Linked DNA regions of Ovis aries: regions 1 and 3 are each linked to region 2. Evidence: chromatin contacts called from public Hi-C data. All regions are on one chromosome and are shown on one strand. The core of a region is the stretch at or near the end of the contact, and the rest is flanking DNA. Distances in the headings are between cores, read along the strand shown.

Region 1 (2,812 bases), core at 12-2,511, 160 kb after region 2:
GGTGCCGCTCCTCTCCGTTCCCCGCGTGTCCCCTTCGCCAGCCCCTCGGCCAGGCAGCCCGGGTCGCCCCATCGCTCCCTTCTTCTCAGGCTGGCCGCCGCCGCGCATCCTCCAGCCCCGTCTTCTCCTGAGCCGGGTCTCCCCTCCCCTCCCTTCGCCCTCAGCCAATCCCCCGCCCGGCCCCGCGCGCCTGCCGCTCGCTCACCCGCGGACTCCCCGGTGTTGATCCAGTCCGGGTTGGCGATGCTGGCGATGGCGAAGATATCGGCGGCCAGAAAGAGACATCCTGAGATGATGGTCAGTTTATCCATCTCCCCGCCCCGTCCCCCCACCCCCCGAGCCCCGGGCAGGCCGCGGCCTCACGCCTCCCGCCCCATGGGCCGCCGCCGGGGCCAGAAGACCCCACGCCGCCGCCTCGCTCCCCTCAGCCCCCGCGCGCCGCTCGCGCCCTCCGCGCGCCCGGGACTAGCAGCCGCGGCGCGGCCCGCACAGCCGGAACCGCCGCCCGCCCCGGAACTGCTCCGCCCGCCCGCCCCTCACCCGGAAGCGAAGCCGAGGTGCTGGCGCGGCCGGCTCCGGCTCTCGGCCCCTGGCGACCCCGTTCTGTCTTCTCGGTCCAGCCCAGGCTCGCAGCCCCAGTCCTTCCTCCCGCCCGCCTCAGGCCTTGCTCCGCCCGGCTTCTTCTCGGCCGCCCGCCTCGCTGCCCTGGACTGGGCAGGAGCCGCTTTTCTTCCGGCAGGAGGCGGCCTCGCGACCGCCGAGGGAGTTGGTGACAGGCTCTTGTCACCTTGCATTATCGTTGCCTCTGCCGTATCCGTCAGCCCGGGACTGCCCTATTTAGGGAACGCAGCAGGCACTGTAGGTGCTGGGGGTGCCGGAGTGGACAAGAGAAACAAGTTTCCTGCTCTCAGAAAGCTTACCTCCTGGGGCGGGGGGAAGAGACAGAAACTTTGTTAAAAACTGATCTTTAATGCTAGGTGTTAATCTGTCTGATGAGAGGTTTAGGGGGCGGCGGTTTGATGATCCTTAGGATAACCAGGGAAGGTTTCACTGAGAATGCCGCGTTCATAAATACCTCATGCGTGAAGATCTGGGCAAGACTGTACCAAACAGAAAAGAAAGTTCAAGGAACATTAGGGAAGCGGGCAAGGAAGAGGTGGGCTGTTCAAGGAACTGCAAAACGGCCCATGTGGCTGGAGAAAAAGAGAGGTAGGCAGAGATCAAATGTAGGACTTCGAGAGCCGTGATAGAGAGTTTGGATTTTGTTCTAAATGCAACAGGAAAGCACTGGAGGGTTTAAAGCAAGAGAGTGACAAGTCTTATTTAGTCTGTAAAAAGAGTATAGATTGTAGGTGGGGAGGGGCAAGAACAAAAGCAGGGATACCAGTTAAGAGGCACAGTAGTCCAGGACAGAGAGAAATGTAGCTTTAGCTAGGATAAGAGTATTGAAGATAGGGGACAATGGGCAGATAGGGATGTTTTTTAGGCAGAGGAAAGGACGTGCTGATAAATGGGGGTAGGGGGGCAGTTGAAACAGGATTCAGGGAATAACTCCTAAATTTTTGGCCTGAGTAACTGGGCGTTTGAGGATACTATTTACTGAGGTGGGATGTGGGGAGGGGCTTAAGTTGGATGGAGAAACAGAAAAAGAGATGGTTGGCAAAATTTGTTAGCGACACATATGGTCTACCACATACGATTTTGCTATCTAATGGAGGTTTCCTTTTCTTCCATGACTCATGTACTAAGTCAGTATTAACTCTGACGTCGAGTCCAGCTCTTTCTTTCCCAGATAGTTCCCCATGCAGCGAACAGGAAATGAGAGGCTCATTTTCTCCATAAAGGCCACCTAGGTCATCTCTAGAAAGACCTAGAAGAGTGATATCTGTCTCTATTTTTGGAATGCCTACATGTCCACAGAACTCAGCAGGTTTCAAATTCCACCAGACCAACAGCTTTGCAGAAATGCACAGAGTTATCAGTATCAGCACATAGATTGGGTAAGGAAGTTCAGTTGCTAGCCTATAGACTTTCCTATCCAAACATTGGTCTCTTGTGGAGGGGGAGGGGAAGGGTAGGGTTTTTGTTATTATTATTAAATCACATATTTTTCTTCTGCCACAGAAATTGACACAAGCTGATTTATATGTTCCAGGGACTTAGACATAATGCATATCACATTACTGCAGGAATTTTTCACTGTTTGTTGTTGTTTAAACACTGGAGAACTTTGGCGGAGTCATTTTCTTGGCTTCTTTCTGGTGTTTCTGTTGCCAGTTGATAGAAACTCCAGCTGTACAGTTCTGAATTCTCAATGTCCACGGATGTTCACCATTGGCCAGTTGAGAATCCTAGGGTGAAATGTTGGAACACTTGCCTATTCTAACTCCAGCTAAGTGGAATTATGACTTGATTCTTGTGTTTAAAAAAATATAAGCATAAATTCCTCCCTCTACCCAGGTATCCCTTCCTGTCCCTCCTACCTTTGCCCCTCCATGAGAGGTCTGAATCTAAGATTAAAACACAAAAACAACTATTACAAAGTTAAAAGAATTTAAAACTTTTTCTACCGGATAATAGCTGCACATCACTACAGACAACAGCCACCTATCCCATTCCTTACCAATCAGGATGTGGGATGAGAGGGGTGGGCAGGAACCAAATTCTCTGTTTACAGGTTTCCTATTAGTCCCAATAATTTGGGCTGGTTTTAGCCCGCAGTTTCATTCTTGCTTGCCAATGTAGTGTTTCAGAGTCCCAAGACTCTCAGGACAGGACAGATCAGTCTGTTCTCTATCTCAGTCTAGATTTT
Region 2 (2,900 bases), core at 265-2,764:
GCCAGTTCCACCTGGGTATATTACGATATATACACAGGTGTATTTACACACTAATATTTTGGTATCCACAACTGAAACCAAGATAATAGGGAGGCACTGTGTCTGTGGAGATCAGGGCTGGATTAAGAAATATTGTGGTTTAAACATTAAAGACTACGGTGATCACTACTGGCCCCCTCAGGAACAAATAGAAGCAATATTGAATAAAAAAATATGACCAATTAATTTCTAAAAATGCCCATTATAATTTACTGCTATTTTCCCCAGAGATTTGTTTTTAAATTTTTTTAAATTTATTTATTTTTAATTGGAGAATAATTGCTTTACAATATTGCCTTGGTTTCTGCCATACAACAGATTCAGTTCTTTTAAAAGGGTGGGGTTTTTTTTTGAGATTTAATTGACATGTAACATTGTATTAATTTCTGGTGTACAATATAATTATTTGCTATATGTATATATTGTGAAATGGTCACAATGTTTAGTTAACTTCCATCACCACAGTTACAATTTTTCTTGTGATAAAAACTTAAGATCTACTCTCAGAAACATTCATATACACAATATAGCATTATTAACTATAGTAACCATGCTGTATATTACACCTCCAGGATTTATTTATTTTTAACTGGACGGTTTTATCTTTTTATCATCCTAAAAAAATTTTTTTTTTCTTTTCTGATGTCCCTTCTGGTACCGAAATCTGTGCTTACTAAGCTGAATCATCCCCAGACTTATACCCTAGAAACCCAAAAAGGCCAAGTAGAGCTAGGCAGAAGCCCGGGTCTCAGGTTTCCTTCCAGCCCTGGCTATCAACACACAGGAGATCTGATGAGTGAGAGAACCCAAAACGTAAGCGTAGCAGAGGATGAAACACAGTGCTCCTAGAATGGATCTAATCCAAGATCCCAATCTGAGGACAAGCCCAGGGAAGTTAGAGCAGCAAGGAGGGTCTGTGTCCCTAGAGAGGTAGCAACAGACAACGAAAACTTGCAAACGTATGCCCAGCTTGCATAAGTGGCTGCAGTTCAGTTGCTCAGGCCCTAAGAACTCGCCTATGAGATGTGACTGGAGGGGGTGGAACCAGACGGAAGGGCGCGGGGCTAGGACCGAATCTCAAGCAGAAGAGGGGAAGGACCCGACCCAGAGGGGTAGGGCGTGCCTGCTTGCTCAGTTGTGTCTGACTTTTCGCGACGCTATGGACTGTAGTCCGCCAGGCTCCTCTGTCCATGGGATTCTTCAGGCAAGAATGCTGGAGTGGGTTGCCATTTCCTTCTCCAGGGGATCTTCTCGACCCGGGAATCAAACCCAGTCTCTGCATTGGCAGGCGGGTTCTTTACCACTAGCACCACCTGGGAAGCCCCTACCCAAACGGCTAAGGCTAATTCCCTGGGGAGAAACCAGGGGGCGGGCTCAAGCTTACAGGTAGGAAGAGAGCGGAACTACAGCAGGAGAGAACCCTGGGGCGGGTCAGACCTGGGTAGGGACGGGGAGAAGGCCTGGAAGGCGGAGCAGGCTGAGAGGCTAGGACCTTCCGGTGGCATCCTTTCCAGGCTAGAGGGAGCTCCAGACCCGAAGGGAGGAGCAGGGGCGTGGTCACGACTCAAGAGGCGGGGAAGGGGCGTGTCTAAACCCAGGGGGCGGGGAATGGGCGGGGTTAGAACGCTGGGCCCAGATGATGACGATTTAGCTGCTAAGTCATGTCTAACTCTTGCGACTCCATGGACTGTGGCCCACCGGGCTCCTCTATCCATGGAATTCTCCAGGCAAGAATACTAGAGTGGGTTGCCATTTGAGCCCCGGGCAGACCCAAGCCCAGAGGGCGTGTTAGGGAGAAGTCCAGGACTCCAGGGTGCGCCCAAGTCCGGAGGGCGGAGCAGGGTCTGGTCCGAGTCCTGAAGGCGAAGCGGGAGCAGGGATGGGCCGGCGACGACGGTCAGAGGACGGACGGCTGCAGGCCTAGGAAGCGCAGGGCCAGGACTAGCAGGCCAAGGAACAGCAACAGCCCGAGCAGCAGCCGCAGGAGCGTCCGCGCGGCGGAGCCGCGGGTCCGCCCCGCTGTTGACTGCACATATCGCTCCACTGCGTCCGCGAAGCTGAACTTGTCCGGCACGTAGCCAAGCTGGGCGCGGGCCTTGGCGATCTGGAAGGTGTGTGTCACGGCCACACTGCGCACCTGAGGGGAGAGGCGGGACAGCCGCAGAGCGGGACTAGTGGGCGTGGGAGGCAACCTTATTTTACTGGGACGGGAGATGGTAGGGATTCCCCTTGCATCGCACAGCGATTTAAAAGGACCTCCCAAAGTGTTGGATCTTGCGCCTTCGATGTTCTCATGGGGAGGACTTCCTTTCTCTCTTCTGCCCCCGTTTTCTTTGAGGGTGTCGCCTCCCCGATGTCTTTTCGGCATCTCCTCACCCTACTGAATTTCTCAGTGCCCCCAAAGTAAAGGCCCCACCTGTGCACTCCATTCCCTGGCCTAGAAGATGCTGGGGCTCAGGAGGACCTTGATATATTCTGCCTGTAGCCTGGGTGCAGCTCTCCGGAAACAAGTGTCTCCAGGGGACACCCTGAGCTTTTCAGCCCACAGCTCCAGATCGAGTCTGGGCAGGCAGGTCCCAGGGCACAGTTTTCACTCCCTTGCTGATTAACTAAGCTTCCCTAAGAGAGGAATTCAATTATGCAGAAGTGATAACTCTCCAGGATCTGAGCAACCTTCCCTGCTGGCAGAAGTCTTGGGGCCCACAGGCTTCAAAGGTAGTACTGACAGCTAACAACTGCTGAACTAGCACCTTGTGCCTGTAGGACTAAATTCTTTCTGGGCCTCGTCTCATTTAATCTTCTGAAATGCTAATACCACCGTCTCCTCTTGAAAATTGATCAGAGAGGTTAACTGACTTGCC
Region 3 (2,978 bases), core at 300-2,799, 230 kb before region 2:
ATTGCCAAGCTACATGGCTTCCTATTCACATCGTCCACCCCAAGGACCTACACCCTGCTTCGCAGGAGCTGCAAAGTAGACGTCAATCTAAGTGCAAAATGTTACTGCCAATCCCTCCCCACCTACCCGCCCAGTTCCTCAAGCCTGGCAGGTTGCTGGCTACCTGTTTCTAAGAGGCATCGGCGAAAACTCTGCCTCTTTTGGAAGCTTCTGCAGTTGGGGCACCTGCAAGTTATGTTCTGGTGTATTGATGACCCTGTCCAAGAATGAAGACCCCAAATTCGAGTCCCTGCATGTTCGTTTCCTTGAATTAACAAACGGAAGTGGGATCCAGTACTCTTCAAGCCAACCAAGATTTGCAAGCAATATTTACCCAGATGTGTCTTTGATCATTTGTAGCACAGGAAGACCTAGCAACGTTTCAAAACTGAAAGGTTACACTGTGTTCCTGTGTCTGAAGCTCTTCCTGCTGCCACCAAAGCTACCAGTAAGGAGTCAAACATTTCATGGGTCCTATCCCTTTAACACCTTGCTCGGTTTGTTTAGAAAATGCTTCTAATTTAACTGCACTAGACATCATGTAATACATTTTATTTTAATTCAAAACAAAAGAAACCTTTCTGTTAACTCCATTCGTGCACTTCCGAGATGGTTATTTAAAAGTGTCATGGTGATCACTGATGAAGAACAAAACCCTTCCTTATTCACAAACATTTTTATTAGCTTCTAAGAACCTCAGCTTGGCACCTTTCACTAACAGGGACATCTTGTTGCCTAATGTAACACAGGCTATAACAAACAAACCAAAAAGGCAGAGAGGAGGAGGGTACTTTGTGTTCTCTTTCCAGCATACTCCCTAACTGCTTCCTGCCAAAATCCCAAAGAGCCTGCACCTTTAAATCTAGTTCAAACCTCTAGTGGTCCTGACCCAGATCATCAAAAAGGAACTATAGTAGCAAGCTCAGATAATTCAGTTTGCCATGTCATCTGTCTCCACTGCCTCTTAGGATCAGTGTCACAAGTAAAGCAACTCTGTGCCAAAGAAAGCCTTCATCTTTTTAGAGGGGGTGAGGGAGGGTTGGGCAGGAGGCTGTAAAAGCAACATGAAGTATAGAATGACGTATTTCATTTCTGCAAACAAAGGAGACCACAAGATAAGCCCCTCAACTATAGAGTAAGCCTGATGGGCTGAGAAGCAGCAACTAGATGGCTGCTGTCTGAAGGGTTTAGGGTCAGCTGCCACGAAGCCCAGCATCTCAGAGAAGCAGATTTTCACTTCAGACCTGAGCAGGTGGCCTAGAAAAATAAATCAGTCTCACATTTAAATACTCTATAATAATCACAGAATATTCAACTACATGTTGTTTACACTTAGCAAGCACAGGACGAAACCAAAGCACAGCATGATCAAATGATTTGCCTAAAGGTAGCAGAACAAATTCAATAGCAGACCTTTTCATAGAACCTGGTATCCCAGCTCACAGTCCTTCGATCCATCTAAGAAGCCTTGCTGTCTCTCCCTTCTCAAAGAGCCTCCTGAATTACAAATGAGGAGGAAGGAAAACAGCAAGAGTAAATATACTAAGCAGAAGTTCAGATTGCCCTCAGGGACTGCCCCTTTCCTACATCGACTAGAATGTCACTGGCTGTATATTAAAACCTCACTTATCCCTCACGGAGAGGGGAAGAGGCACAGATAACACAAAAAGCCAGCTAAGAGCCAGTATTCTTTCTGGCCTTGAAATGCAGTGATATTCAAAGGACACATAAATGACACCCTCTGTGCTGGGCTCTGCTCAGTGTTCCCCTGACCAGGGCTCAGATGTCTGGCTTGGGTCACAGCTCTGTGCATAGGTCCTAAATCTTGACTGGATCACTTTCCTATCTAGAACTCTAGGCAGGGCGCTTTTTGTTGTAATTCTTCTTATCAGCTGCAATTTACGACATTTGCGTGTTCTCTTTTCAATTAGGAAGAGAACCTATAGAGAGCTGGATCTGTAGAGGAACACAAAATGTGCCGCCACTGTTGTTCGTTGTCATCTTGTTGAAGAGATAATGATCTAAAAAGAGTATAATCACATGTTTTCATGGACTTAGATTGTTTTTATGCTTCTTAATATTTTTCGGAGTATAAGAAAGATGCAAGTTTTCCCCAGTGTATCCAGTAGATGTTCCTTATGGTTATTAAGCAATGAGCACCTCTAAAAAAATAAAATTAGTAAATGTATTCAATAAATTTGTTTTATATTAGTAAATGTAACAGATTATTATCTGAACTTTGTTGATATGATCTCAGACATATGCAGTGACATCACTATGGTCTCTGATAAAGTGTTTAAGGCGAAAGTGCAAACAGAAAGAGAAAAACAAATACTATATATTAACACATACAGATTCTGAAAAAAATGGTACTGCTGAACATATCTGCAGGGCAAGACTAGAGACACAGGCATTGAGAACAGACTTGTGGATACTGGGAAAAGGAGAGGATGGGACAAATTGAGAGAATAGCAATGAAACCTACACATTACCATGTGTAAAGCGGATAGCTAGTGGGGAGTTGCTATGTAACACAGTAAGTTCCACCTGGGGCTCTGTGACCACCTAGAGGGGTGGGATGGGGTAGAGGTGGGAGGGAGGTTCAAGAGAGAGGGGACATATGACTGAATCACGTTGTTGTACTGCAGAAACCAACATAATTTTGTAAAGCAATTATCCTCCAATTAAAAGAAAAAAAATATATAGAGTATTTAGTATAGTGCCTCAGGACATAGTAAGTTCTCCAAAAAAATGTTAATTTTCTCTTGCTTTCACTATGACTTGGATAATTCACCCTCTCCTGAACCTCCCTTTCCTCATCTGTAATCTGGGGCATGGTTTTGAGAGCTTCCCTGGTGGCTCAGTGGTAAAGAATCCACCTGCCAATGCATGAGGTGCAGAAAATGCGGGTTTGATCTCTGGCTTGAGAAGATCCCCTG

The links. Hi-C and Micro-C count contacts between places; a contact is called where the count stands out from the background.
Region 1: a Hi-C map of hypothalamus shows a contact between it and region 2, with 5 times the contacts expected there. The contact joins the promoter of PDZD9 here to the enhancer-like site in region 2. A contact is called at or near these places in 5 of 16 Hi-C or Micro-C datasets (hypothalamus, mixed tissues, muscle and 2 more).
Region 3: a Hi-C map of hypothalamus shows a contact between it and region 2, with 5 times the contacts expected there. The contact joins the promoter of METTL9 here to the enhancer-like site in region 2. A contact is called at or near these places in 3 of 16 Hi-C or Micro-C datasets (blood, hypothalamus and muscle).

The regions. Positions count from the first base shown.
Region 1 is chr24:20,255,099-20,257,910 of ARS-UI_Ramb_v3.0, reverse strand. PDZD9 (PDZ domain containing 9) reads left to right here and starts at 1,261. Exons shown (of 5, transcript XM_027961989.3): 1 at 1,261-2,812. It overlaps MOSMO (modulator of smoothened), which reads right to left and starts at 490. Exons shown (of 3, transcript XM_042240399.2): 1 at 206-490. The coding sequence starts at 311.
Region 2 is chr24:20,419,540-20,422,439 of ARS-UI_Ramb_v3.0, reverse strand. SDR42E2 (short chain dehydrogenase/reductase family 42E, member 2) reads right to left here. Exons shown (of 11, transcript XM_015103890.4): 11 at 1-2,176. The coding sequence ends at 1,937. Among named protein-coding and RNA genes, the nearest start is that of TRNAL-UAG, 5.3 kb to the left of the region's middle. Within about 2 kb of position 1,514, at least 52 of the 54 cell types and tissues checked have an H3K27ac peak or open chromatin away from gene starts, as enhancers often do. A contact at or near this core is called in hypothalamus and muscle, where this site is marked.
Region 3 is chr24:20,648,949-20,651,926 of ARS-UI_Ramb_v3.0, reverse strand. It overlaps METTL9 (methyltransferase 9, His-X-His N1(pi)-histidine), which reads right to left and starts at 1,549. Exons shown (of 5, transcript XM_042240403.1): 1 at 1,453-1,549. The coding sequence starts at 1,497.